Linked DNA regions of Anser cygnoides: region 1 is linked to region 2. A link is a contact called in public Hi-C data. All regions are on one chromosome and are shown on one strand. Each heading gives the region's core, a stretch centred on a gene start, on an enhancer-like site or on the middle of the called end of the contact. The rest is flanking DNA. Distances are from core to core; before and after follow the strand shown. Region 1 holds the start of LOC125182346 (nucleoside diphosphate kinase, mitochondrial). Region 2 holds the start of C15H16orf96 (chromosome 15 C16orf96 homolog).

The links. Hi-C and Micro-C count contacts between places; a contact is called where the count stands out from the background.
Region 1: a Hi-C map of liver shows a contact between it and region 2, with 2.7 times the contacts expected there. The contact joins the promoter of LOC125182346 here to the promoter of C15H16orf96 in region 2. A contact is called at or near these places in 2 of 7 Hi-C or Micro-C datasets (both in liver).

Annotation. Positions count from the first base shown.
Region 1 is chr15:12,393,307-12,398,485 of Taihu_goose_T2T_genome, forward strand. It overlaps LOC125182346 (nucleoside diphosphate kinase, mitochondrial), which reads left to right and starts at 1,617. Exons shown (of 5, transcript XM_048060142.2): 1 at 1,617-1,775; 2 at 2,524-2,654; 3 at 2,756-2,857; 4 at 2,929-3,041; 5 at 3,113-3,296. The coding sequence starts at 1,682. The coding sequence ends at 3,233. DECR2 (2,4-dienoyl-CoA reductase 2) reads left to right here and starts at 4,006. Exons shown (of 9, transcript XM_066977592.1): 1 at 4,006-4,162; 2 at 4,255-4,323; 3 at 4,466-4,517. The coding sequence starts at 4,065.
Region 2 is chr15:11,642,030-11,646,515 of Taihu_goose_T2T_genome, forward strand. It overlaps C15H16orf96 (chromosome 15 C16orf96 homolog), which reads right to left and starts at 2,688. Exons shown (of 15, transcript XM_066977619.1): 1 at 2,259-2,688. CDIP1 (cell death inducing p53 target 1) reads left to right here and starts at 1,709. Exons shown (of 6, transcript XM_066977625.1): 1 at 1,709-1,845.

The sequences.
Region 1 (5,179 bases), core at 367-2,866, 750 kb after region 2:
GTTCTCTCATCAGGTAGCTAGAGCGGAGCATTAAAATGGTTTTACTCCTCTGCTGTATTTTCTTTGCAGCTCCAAGGGCAGGTTCAGCAAGGGCTGCGTGGGGGGAATAGCTCCCGTCCTTGTGCAAGCCTGGGGCAGTTGTTCAGATTAGTGTGCGTTCTCCCCAAAATGTTCACAGACGTGGACAGGAAGTGAGATGGCTGCGTGTGGGCAGCCGGAAGGTCTCGGGGGGGGGAGATGAAGCATAGGGAGCACTCGCTCCACAGTTCCTTTAGTTTTGTTAAAAAACATTTTGCAATGCACACGTTCGCTGTTGGGAGATGATGTTTGGATAACCTGTGTACAGTTAGAGACGTGTGTCCAGGCTGCCTGCACTGGGACTGGTTTGTTTGTGGGCTTTGTACCCGGCAGTGAGCGGTTGGAAAGATGCAGGTGAACCAGAGTCCCACCCCCTTGGGGCTGTGTGCCCCCAGGCCCTGTACCTGGGGCCTGTGAACTGTCTGTGGAGGTCCTCAGGGGGGTGTGAAGAGCAGCCCGGTGAGGTTAACGTGGGGACTGCAGTCCTGCTACAGTACCAGAGAGGTCTCTTGCATCCTCTCACTGCTACTGAAAGCCCTCTTGTGGAGAAATGGGGGGGAGGGCACGGATGCGGATTCTGTCTGTCCTGCTGGAGCTGTCTGGGTTCAGGTGTTCCTGCAGTCCCTGTAGGTCCCTGCTGCAAGCTGGGGCTGGGGCGGGAAGGGGCAGCCGGGGCTTCGCTCCCAGCACGGTGCTCTGGGCTGGTGATTCTTTCTTGCAAAACCTTTGGTTGATCGTGGCTGTTTGCTGACAGAGGGTGAAAGTGCGTGTTTTTCCCTGGCTGGGCAACTGATCAAGGGCAGCAGCTGGAAGGGGGCCAAAGCCCAGGTTGGAACCTGCGAGCCGCTGCACTAAAAACTGATTCTCCTTTGCTGGTCACCTTCAGTGCTTAGTCTAACTTCCACCCAGGTCCATAGACAAAGGCAAAAATGCCCCCTGCCTTGCCTCTAGCAGTGCCCTGGGGTTGAAGTTCCTGGGCTCTTCCCCAGCGTGGGGGCAGTGGGCGGTGGATCCCCTGTCCCCCCGCTCCACTACAGCTGGCCCTGGCTCACCCAGGTGCTGAGGAGCTGCTGCTGTCCCCGTGTGTCCCAAAGGCAGCGGGCCGTGGGGTTGGCAGCCGGGTGCGATGCCTCATTGCCCCCCTTCCCCAGGGTGAGGAGCAGGAGGACACCAACGCACTGGGCTACGTGGGGTGGCAGGGGAGCACCTGGCCCTGGGTGTTGGGCACTCACTGAGTAAATATCCCAGTAAATGTCTGCGTGTATCTGCGTTAACCTTACCCAAAGCACCTCCTTCCTCTGTACCATCACCCTCTGTGCCAGGTAGGTGCCGGGGAGCAGGCTTCCCCCCCCCAAAACCCCTCTTTGCAGGGCTGGCAGCAGCTTCTGGTCAGCGAAGGTGCTGTTGGGCGAGCGCTGGCCATCGCCCTGTTTGCCTGGGGGGAGGCCCTGCCCCATCCCGTGGCAGCTTTGCTGAGCCCGGGCCGGGCCCCCCCCTGCGGCCTCTTTAAGGGGAGGGCCGGGAGGGCCGAGCCGGCCCCGGCCGGGCGTTTAAAGCCTCCACCCGGGCGGCCGAGGCCGACTCCGAGCCGCCCGCCCCGGCCATGGGCTCCCTGGGGCGCTGCCTGGCCCGGGGCCTGCTGCGGCGGCAGCCCGGCCTCGGCCGCCCCCTCGGGCCGCCCCGCCGCTACGGCTCCGGTGAGACCCGGCCCCGGCCTGCCCCAGGGCCCCCAGCCCCGGCCTTCCCTCCGTCCCTTCCCCACCCTGCCCCGGGGACCCTGTCCCCATCCCCGGCCCCGCTGCCCGTCCCCTCCCGGTGCCCCCGGGTCGGTGCTGGGGGCTCCTGACCCCGACCCCCGGACGCTGAGGCCGGGGCCGGCGGCGGCTCCCCCGGTGCCACCCCGGGGTTCGGTGTCCCCAGGGCCAGGTCGGGGCTGTCCTGCTCTGCCCTGGGGGGACAGGCACGGAGCGTCCCCCCCTAACCCCGGGGCTGGCGCTGGAACGCCCTTGCTTGGATTCGCATCCCCTTTCCTGGCTCCTGCCTCGCTGCGCCGGGATGCTCGGTGCCCCTGGGGACTTGTGCCCTCCTCGCTCTGCTCCTGCCTGCGCCTTCCCCTGCTGCGTGGCTCCGGCAGGGGCTGCGGGTGGCAGTGACAGCCGGGCCAGGCCCTGCCACCAGCCGAAACCAGGGCGAGCCCGTCCCACGCTGGGATCAAGCGCTGCCGGACGCGTCCCCTGCGCTCCTCACGGCATCGCTGCGCCTCCCTTGGGCCCGCGGCCGCATCCAGCCAGCGGGGGCCCAGGCACTGCTGGTGGGGGGGACATCGCAGAGCCCACGGTGACAGGGATGGGAAAGGGGATGGTGCTGGGGACGGAGACGCGGACGGGGCTGGGTTTGCAGGAGCAGCCGGGTGGCCGTGGTTCAGTGTCCCCGCGCCCCCCGTAGCCCCCCCGGAGCTGCGGGAGCAGACGCTGGTGCTGGTGAAGCCGGACGCGGTGCAGCGGCGGCTGGTGGGCGACGTCATCCGGCGCTTCGAGCGGCGCGGGTTCAAGCTGGTGGCCATGAAGCTGCTCCAGGTACCCGTCCCTACGCTGCAGCCCCCCGGGGGACCCCGCGCCACGGGGATGAACGCGGGCACCCACCGGGTGTCCCCGCCGTCACCCCGCGGTGCCATCAGGCGGACCGGGGCCTCCTGGACAAGCACTACCAGCAGCTGCGGCAGAAGCCCTTCTACCCCGCGCTCCTCTCCTACATGACCTCGGGGCCGCTGGTGGCCATGGTGAGGAGCCAGCCCTCCCCCCCCCCCGGCCTCTCCGGGGCTGTGGTGCTCAGGCGTCCCCTGTCCCGCAGGTGTGGGAGGGCTACAACGTGGTCCGGTCCTCGCGGGCCATGGTGGGGGACACCAACTCAGCACAGGCGGCGGCGGGGACCATCCGAGGGGACTTCAGCATGCACGTCAGCAGGTAGGGGGGGCGTGGGGACGGGGACGGCGCGGGACCCCGGCGGCCACGTCCCCGTCCCCATCCCTGTGCAGGAACGTGGTGCACGCCAGCGACTCGGTGGAGACGGCGCTGCAGGAGATCGGCTTCTGGTTCCAGCGGGACGAGCTGGTGGCCTGGGAGAGCAGCGACCGGGACTACACCTACGGGCCCTAGGGACGTCCAGCCAGGACGCGCCCCCCCCCCCCTCCCCAGCCCATTAAAACCCAGTGCCTCCAGTGTGGCTCTGCGCTTGTCAATCGATGGCCATCATGGGGCACTGGGATGGCACAGGGAAGCTCTAGGGGGCACCAGGATGACACCACGACATGCTGAATGTCACTGGGGTGGCAATGGCCAGCACTGGGATGGCACTGGAAGTCACTGGGTGTTAGTGGGAAACTCTGGAGGGCGCTGAGATGTTCCCAAGAAGTGCTGGGTGGCTTTGGTGGCAACGGGTGGTACTGAGACGTCGCTGGGAGGCATCGGGATGTCACTGGGGTGCAATGACACGGCACTGGGACGTCTTCGGCGGTCACTGGGACAGTGCTGGGGTGGCTCTGGGGGACAGCAGGATGTCAGCGAGACACACTGGGGGGCACTGGGGGGTCCCTGGGGACAGCACGAGGCTCGGCGGGGCACTGGGGGGGGACTGGAGGGGACTGGGAGGGAGGGAGCGGGGGCTCTGAGAGGCACTGGGATGGCACTGGGAGGGGCCAGGCCGTCACTGGGAGCACTGGGACAGGGGCACCGGGAGCACTGGGCGGCGCTGTGGGACCCCGCTCCGTTGCCAGGCGACGCCCGCAGGCGCATGCGCCGGGGCTGCGACGGGCGGGCGGTGGCACGGCGAGAACTACAGCTCCCGGCATGCCCCGCGGGGAGCAGCCTCCACAGCAGCCCCGCGCGGAACTACAACTCCCGGCGGGCCGTGCGGCGGCGGGGACTACAACTCCCGGCGGGCCGCGCGGAGGGGGGGGGGGGGGCAGAGAGGGTCCGTGAGGGGCCGCCATGGCGCAGGGCGCCGCCGCCTCCCGGCCGCCGGGGGACGTGGAGGCCGACGAGTGCCTGCGGGAGTACCGGCACCTCTTCAGCCCCGACATCCTGGCGTGAGTGAGCGCCCGGCGGGGCGGGGGCGGCCCCGGGGCACGGCTCTGACCCCCCCCCCCCCCACACACACACTCCGTGTTCCCCCCCGCAGGGGCCAGGTGGCCTTCGTCACCGGCGGCGGCTCCGGCATCGGCTTCCGCATCGCCGAGATCTTCATGAGGTGAGGGCGCTGCGGGCACCCGCCCCCTGCCCCCCCCCCGTGTCCCCCCGACCCCCCCCCCGTGTGTCCCCTGCCCCCCCCCGTGTCCCCTGACCCCCCCTTTAGCCCCCCACCCCCCAGCCACCTCTCCCTTCTGTTTCAGGCACGGCTGCCGCACCGTCATCGCGAGCAGGAGCCTGCAGCGGGTGTCGGAGGTGAGCTCAGGGCCCAGGGAGAGCTGCGGACGCCTGGCGACCCGCCTGCTGCCTGCCCTGCGTGGAGCTGGGGGCGGACCGGGGGGCAAGGGGCCCGTCCCCGCTGCCCCGTCCTCTTCCCTCAGCTCCCAGCACCCCAGCGGGCAGCAGCCGTGGGATGGGGTGGGTTGGGGGGGGCTGCAGCCCCCGTGCCTGGCAGTAGGGCTCAGTTAGTCACAGGAATTGCTCCCTTCCCCTGCTGGCCTTGGGAGGTGCTGTTCTCGTCGCCTGGCAGGACAGACCCCTGAAAGCCTCGTGCGACAGGTCCGGTGCTCTGACGGAGTGTTTTCTTTCTGTAGTTGAGCTCCAGAGCCTGGGGTTACATCTTCTCGTCTCAACGAGACAGAAAGAAACAAACGGCAGCGAAGGTTTGTTGGGAGCTGGCAGAGCCTGAGGTCAAACTGCAAACTCAGCCTCGAGTATGACGAGCCCCCCTTGTCTGGGAGCTACGTGGGCTGAGAGGGGCTCCCTGAGCCCCAAAAGCTCGCTTCTCTTGTGCATTGAGGCAAAGCAGAGGCTGCAAGGACTGGAGAATCTGTGTTAGGCTGCAGCTACCCTGTACGTGGCTGGGTGGGACAAACACCCCCCCGTGTGTCTGACCCTGGGCTGGAATCTGGCTAGTT
Region 2 (4,486 bases), core at 1,438-3,937:
TGCCACTGGGTCCCTGCAGGCTTGGGGGATGTGGAGAGAAGGGAGGCTGAGCAGCACACAGCACAGCCCCGGGCCTGGAGGTGTTTCTGGGACACAGGGCTCCATCTCAGAGGGGCCACAGTCCCACAGCATCGACCACATCTGGCTGGCCCGCGGCCATGCCCATGGAGCTCCCCTAAACTCAGATGAAAGATGGGGAAGGTGAACATGTGTCCTGGCTCCAGCTGCCTCACCCTGGCGAAGTTCTGCCACCTTTTCCCTTTGCTCTTGGATTATGCTCAAAGCTGAGCTCACAAAATATGAGATGGGACCAGCCTGGGGCTGTCAGGTCTCACAACAGATGAAGAAATGTTGTGTTTACTGCAGGCTGGCCCCACGCTGCCTCGGAGATGTCCGCAGTCCAGCCTGGACACCAGCCCTTCTCCAAGCAGGGCAGGGCACAAAGCTATCACAACTCATCCTTGTGCTGCCACATGCAACTTGAGCGATGGAGACAGCTCTGATGCCGCACACTGTGTTTCCAACATAGGATCCGAACTTTAACAGCCAAATAAATTGAACCTGTGCCGTGGCCACGTCTCCTATGGATGGGATCCTGACCTGCCCATGAGGCAGCACTGCTGTCATCTGCAGTTCAGCCATTCCGTGTCGCAGGGCAGAGACAGGAGACAGGATGCTGTCCCTGCACGCACTGGGGCACCCCAGGCCCCAAGCACAACTGTGGGGACCCTTGTCAGGGCAGGATGGGACCCAGCAGACTCAAATCTCAGAGCTTACTCTGCTGGAGCCCTGGGGACAAGTGTAATGTGGCCAAAACTACCTTTGGCCAGTGCCTGTGTTAAAATACTGCTCCTTGATGAGACCCCCACAGTGTAGCTGGTGGCAGCTGAGCCAGAAACATCTCTACACTTTGCCAGGCTCTCCGGTCTTAGGGCAGCAGAAATCCCCAGGGACAAGTCCCTGCATTGGCAAGGCACCACACGGACACATCCCTGTGTAGGGCAGGACACCGTGTAGGGCAGCATGATGAAGGCATAGGACCGTGCCAGCAGCCCAGCGTGACTGGCACCCCGCTGGAGACGGGCGCCCCGCCGAGGATGGCTCCTGACCTTCGTCATCCCCTCCTCGATCACCTCCATCCTCTCGGTCAGCTGCGCCGTTTGCCACGTGTCGGTGCCTGGCCTGCCTCCGTCCCGCCTGGGGGTCGGCAGCTCCGCGGTGCCCGGGGACCCGCCGGGGCAGCCTGGCTGCCCCTCCGCCTGCAGGAGGGGGGCGCGGGGCCTCCCCCCAGCCCCAGCCCCGGGCTCGAGGAGGCCCCTCTCGTCCTCCGAGACCTGCGTGGAGGCATCCTGCAGGCGCAGGTGCTCCAGGAGGCCGCGCAGGAGGAGGTGGAGGGCGCCGGCGTTGACGCTGCCGCTGTTGGGCGTGCGGAAGGCAACGTCCGCCAGCTCCGCCAGCGTGACCGAGACGCTCATGCTGCCTCCGGCCCCCGGGGCTGCCCGCCCGGGGCTGAGGTCACAGGCCCGTTACCCGGCGATGGCCCCAGGGTTCTGCCCCAGCCCCGGCCCGGCCCGGCCCGTCCCGGCAAGCGACCGGGGACCGCGGGGCTCCCGCTGCGGCCTGGCCGCCGGGCGCGGCTCCCGGCTGAGGCCGGGCGATGGCCCCCGCTCCCCGCCCGCTCCCGCAGCGCCGTGCCCGGCCTGCCCAGCCACGCCAGCCCGCGGCTCCGCGGGCCTCGGCCGGGCCCTGACAGCGCGGCCGGGCCCGCCCCGCCGCCGCCCCGCCCCGCCGCCCGGCAGGTGCCGGCACCGAGCCGCCGGAGCCGGGAGCCGGGAGCCGGGAGCGGTGCGTGCGGGGTCGGCCCGGGGAGCCGGGGGCGCGGAGGGGGGGAGCGGGGCCGGGGGGCCGCAGCCCCCCCCAAGCCCGGCGGGGTGCTGAGGGCTGGGGCACGGGGAGGCTCCGAGCGGGGGGACGCGGGGCGAGCTGGGCGCCGTCTGCCCTTAGGAAGCGGACAGGGGAGACAAGCGGCTAGCTGCTCGGTGCGGGGCCTCGGGCTGCGTGTCCCGGGCACGGGGGGACGCGGGCCGGGAGAGGGGGAGGCAGCCCACCGGCAGCCTGGCAGCGCTCCTTCCCCCGGTCCGCGACGTTGTCCTCAGCGGCCGCCAAATGCCGCAGGGCGCCGGGGAGATGTTACAAAGCTTCGGCTCGGTGCGCTCGGCAGGGCGGGGGTGGGCTGGGACGGAAGGGTCGGCATGTACCGGCGGCCTGGTGCGACGGACACGGGCTGAAATTCAATCGCAGGGAAGGCGAAGTCGTGCGCTGGGGGAGAGAAGGCTTTGCGCTGTAAGGCGAGCGCCCAGCCCGAGGTCGTGCCAGCCTGTGGGGAGGGAGGCCGTGAGCTGCCAGCAGGGCACAGCTGCGAGGGGGCCACTGCGATGGTGCCCAGACGGATCCCCAGAGAGGAGGGAGCCCGGCGTCGGTATAAACGCAGGCGTTTCCAGCCATCCCTGCTCGGCAGAGGAGAGCCGGGGCTGGAGCTGCCCGTTTGGTGATCAGGAATGACGGGCCCATTTTAGAGACCAAACAAGCCCGGTTCCCTTGACAAGCAGGAAGAGATATGGCAACGACGGTGATGATGGGGATGGTATTATCTGTCAGCACGTTGGCAGCGTGAGCCCTGTGAAGGGAGGAGAGCCCTTGCAGCTAATGGGTAACGTTGTGCAAAGGCACATACCTAGCGGGAGGCTTTAACCATCAGAGCAGTGAGTTCTCGGTTCTGCCTCCCAGGGGGACCAGAGAGGCGAAACTGCGGGAGCTGTTGAGGTGGCGTTCGGTTGCTGTATGGGAAGCACAGGGTGTTGCGATTGCTGCTAAAGGGAGGGATGGGGCCTGGGGACCTGGGGAGCGCTCCCCGGCCAGGCCCACGCAGGGAGTGGGAAGGGGCAGGCTGGGATGAGCGCTCTCGTGCTGGCATCCTCCAGATCACCCGCAGGAGTCGTGCTCAAGCTGAAACTTCTCCGAGTACCTGCGAGTGTAGGTGTGTGCCCCTTGGCAGGACTGGAACAGAGACAATCTCCTTGCACCGGGGAGAACCGGTGAGCGTACCAGGGGTTGTCATATTCCAGGTGTCAGGCACAGTGATTTTAACTAGAAATGGTCTAAATTATAAATATAGTTATTTGGATGTAAAATGTGCCAAAAAACACTTTGTGAATATGCAGGCTATCTTCCTATTTGTTCCCTTTCAACCAACATGCTTGAAACAGTGCTTTCTTTTCAGCAGGGGCCTTCTGCTTTCTGGAGTGTTTGATTGGAGGTAGGCAGTCGAGGCCTGGGGGGACTCGAGTGAGTATAGTGAATACTATATGTCCATAATGTTCACTCGTTTTAGGAACTAAACAAACCCAGGTCAGTGGGGAAAGTGTAGGCTGAAAACTTCCAAAGGCTTCTCTGTCTAAAGGTTGCAATGATGGCCACGTGCCCCAGGAAATCCCTGGAAGCATTTGGCAATGTATCTGTTGTCCCTAGGCGTTGTGCGAGGAGGGAATTGCTGCTTGGAGGTAGGGAGGCAACAGCTTTGGGAACTTGTATGAGGCTGTCTGTGTGGCACGGACTGAGGGCAGAAGGGGGGTGAGGCTGTAACAAGGGTGGGATGGTGGAACCACTGCCCCAGGTGTTCCCCTGAGACTGGTGCCAAGCAGAGCGAGCACGCTCAGCCTTCTCTTGCTGCTGTTGTACGGCTGGTGAGGCTCTGGTGGCTGCGTCCACACAGGGCTGCAGTCAGGGAGGTGCTGGGGGTGTGTGTTCGCATGCTGAGTACCGAAAGATCTTGTTACGGATGTATCTGGGACAGTCAACAGAGAGGGAACGTCTCTTCCTGAGCCTCAGCCCTTCCTAAGAAGACGGAAGGCTGTGTGGAGTTTCTTGTTGTGTGCCCTCAACAGGTTCTACGTGGGTCTGTCTGAATTTCAGTTCCTCGGGCACCTGTTCTGACTGGAGCCTGTCTCAGGAGGGAAGGTGTCTCCAGCAGTGCCGTGTTTCAGTTTATGAGCATGTTTTTGAAGCTCACTTTCCTAATCAGCCATGCTTTTCTGCATGTGAAGTCACACAGTGATGCAAAGCATGGTGGCTGCTTTCCTTCGAGATGAAACACGACTGGTGGATGCTCGCTGGGAGTGCAGCTAATGCTCTCCTGCAGCTAAAGGGCGTTCAGCCAGGGGCCAGGCAAGAGCTTGTTCCCAACACCCACACTGTATGTGTTCTGTTGGGTTCTGGGTCCTTGGAGCAGCGTTGTGATCTGCAGAAGTGTTCCCATTGCCGGTATTGCTCACTAACACGGAGAGAGAAGGGCTCCAAGAAACTTTATTATGTAAAAGTTTATCTTTTTTCCTCCTTCAAATTAGAATTTAGAAGATAAACGCTTGCATTTAAAGGATGTGGTTGATGCAGACATCTTCCAGTATGAGTGGTTTTGGAGGGAGATGTG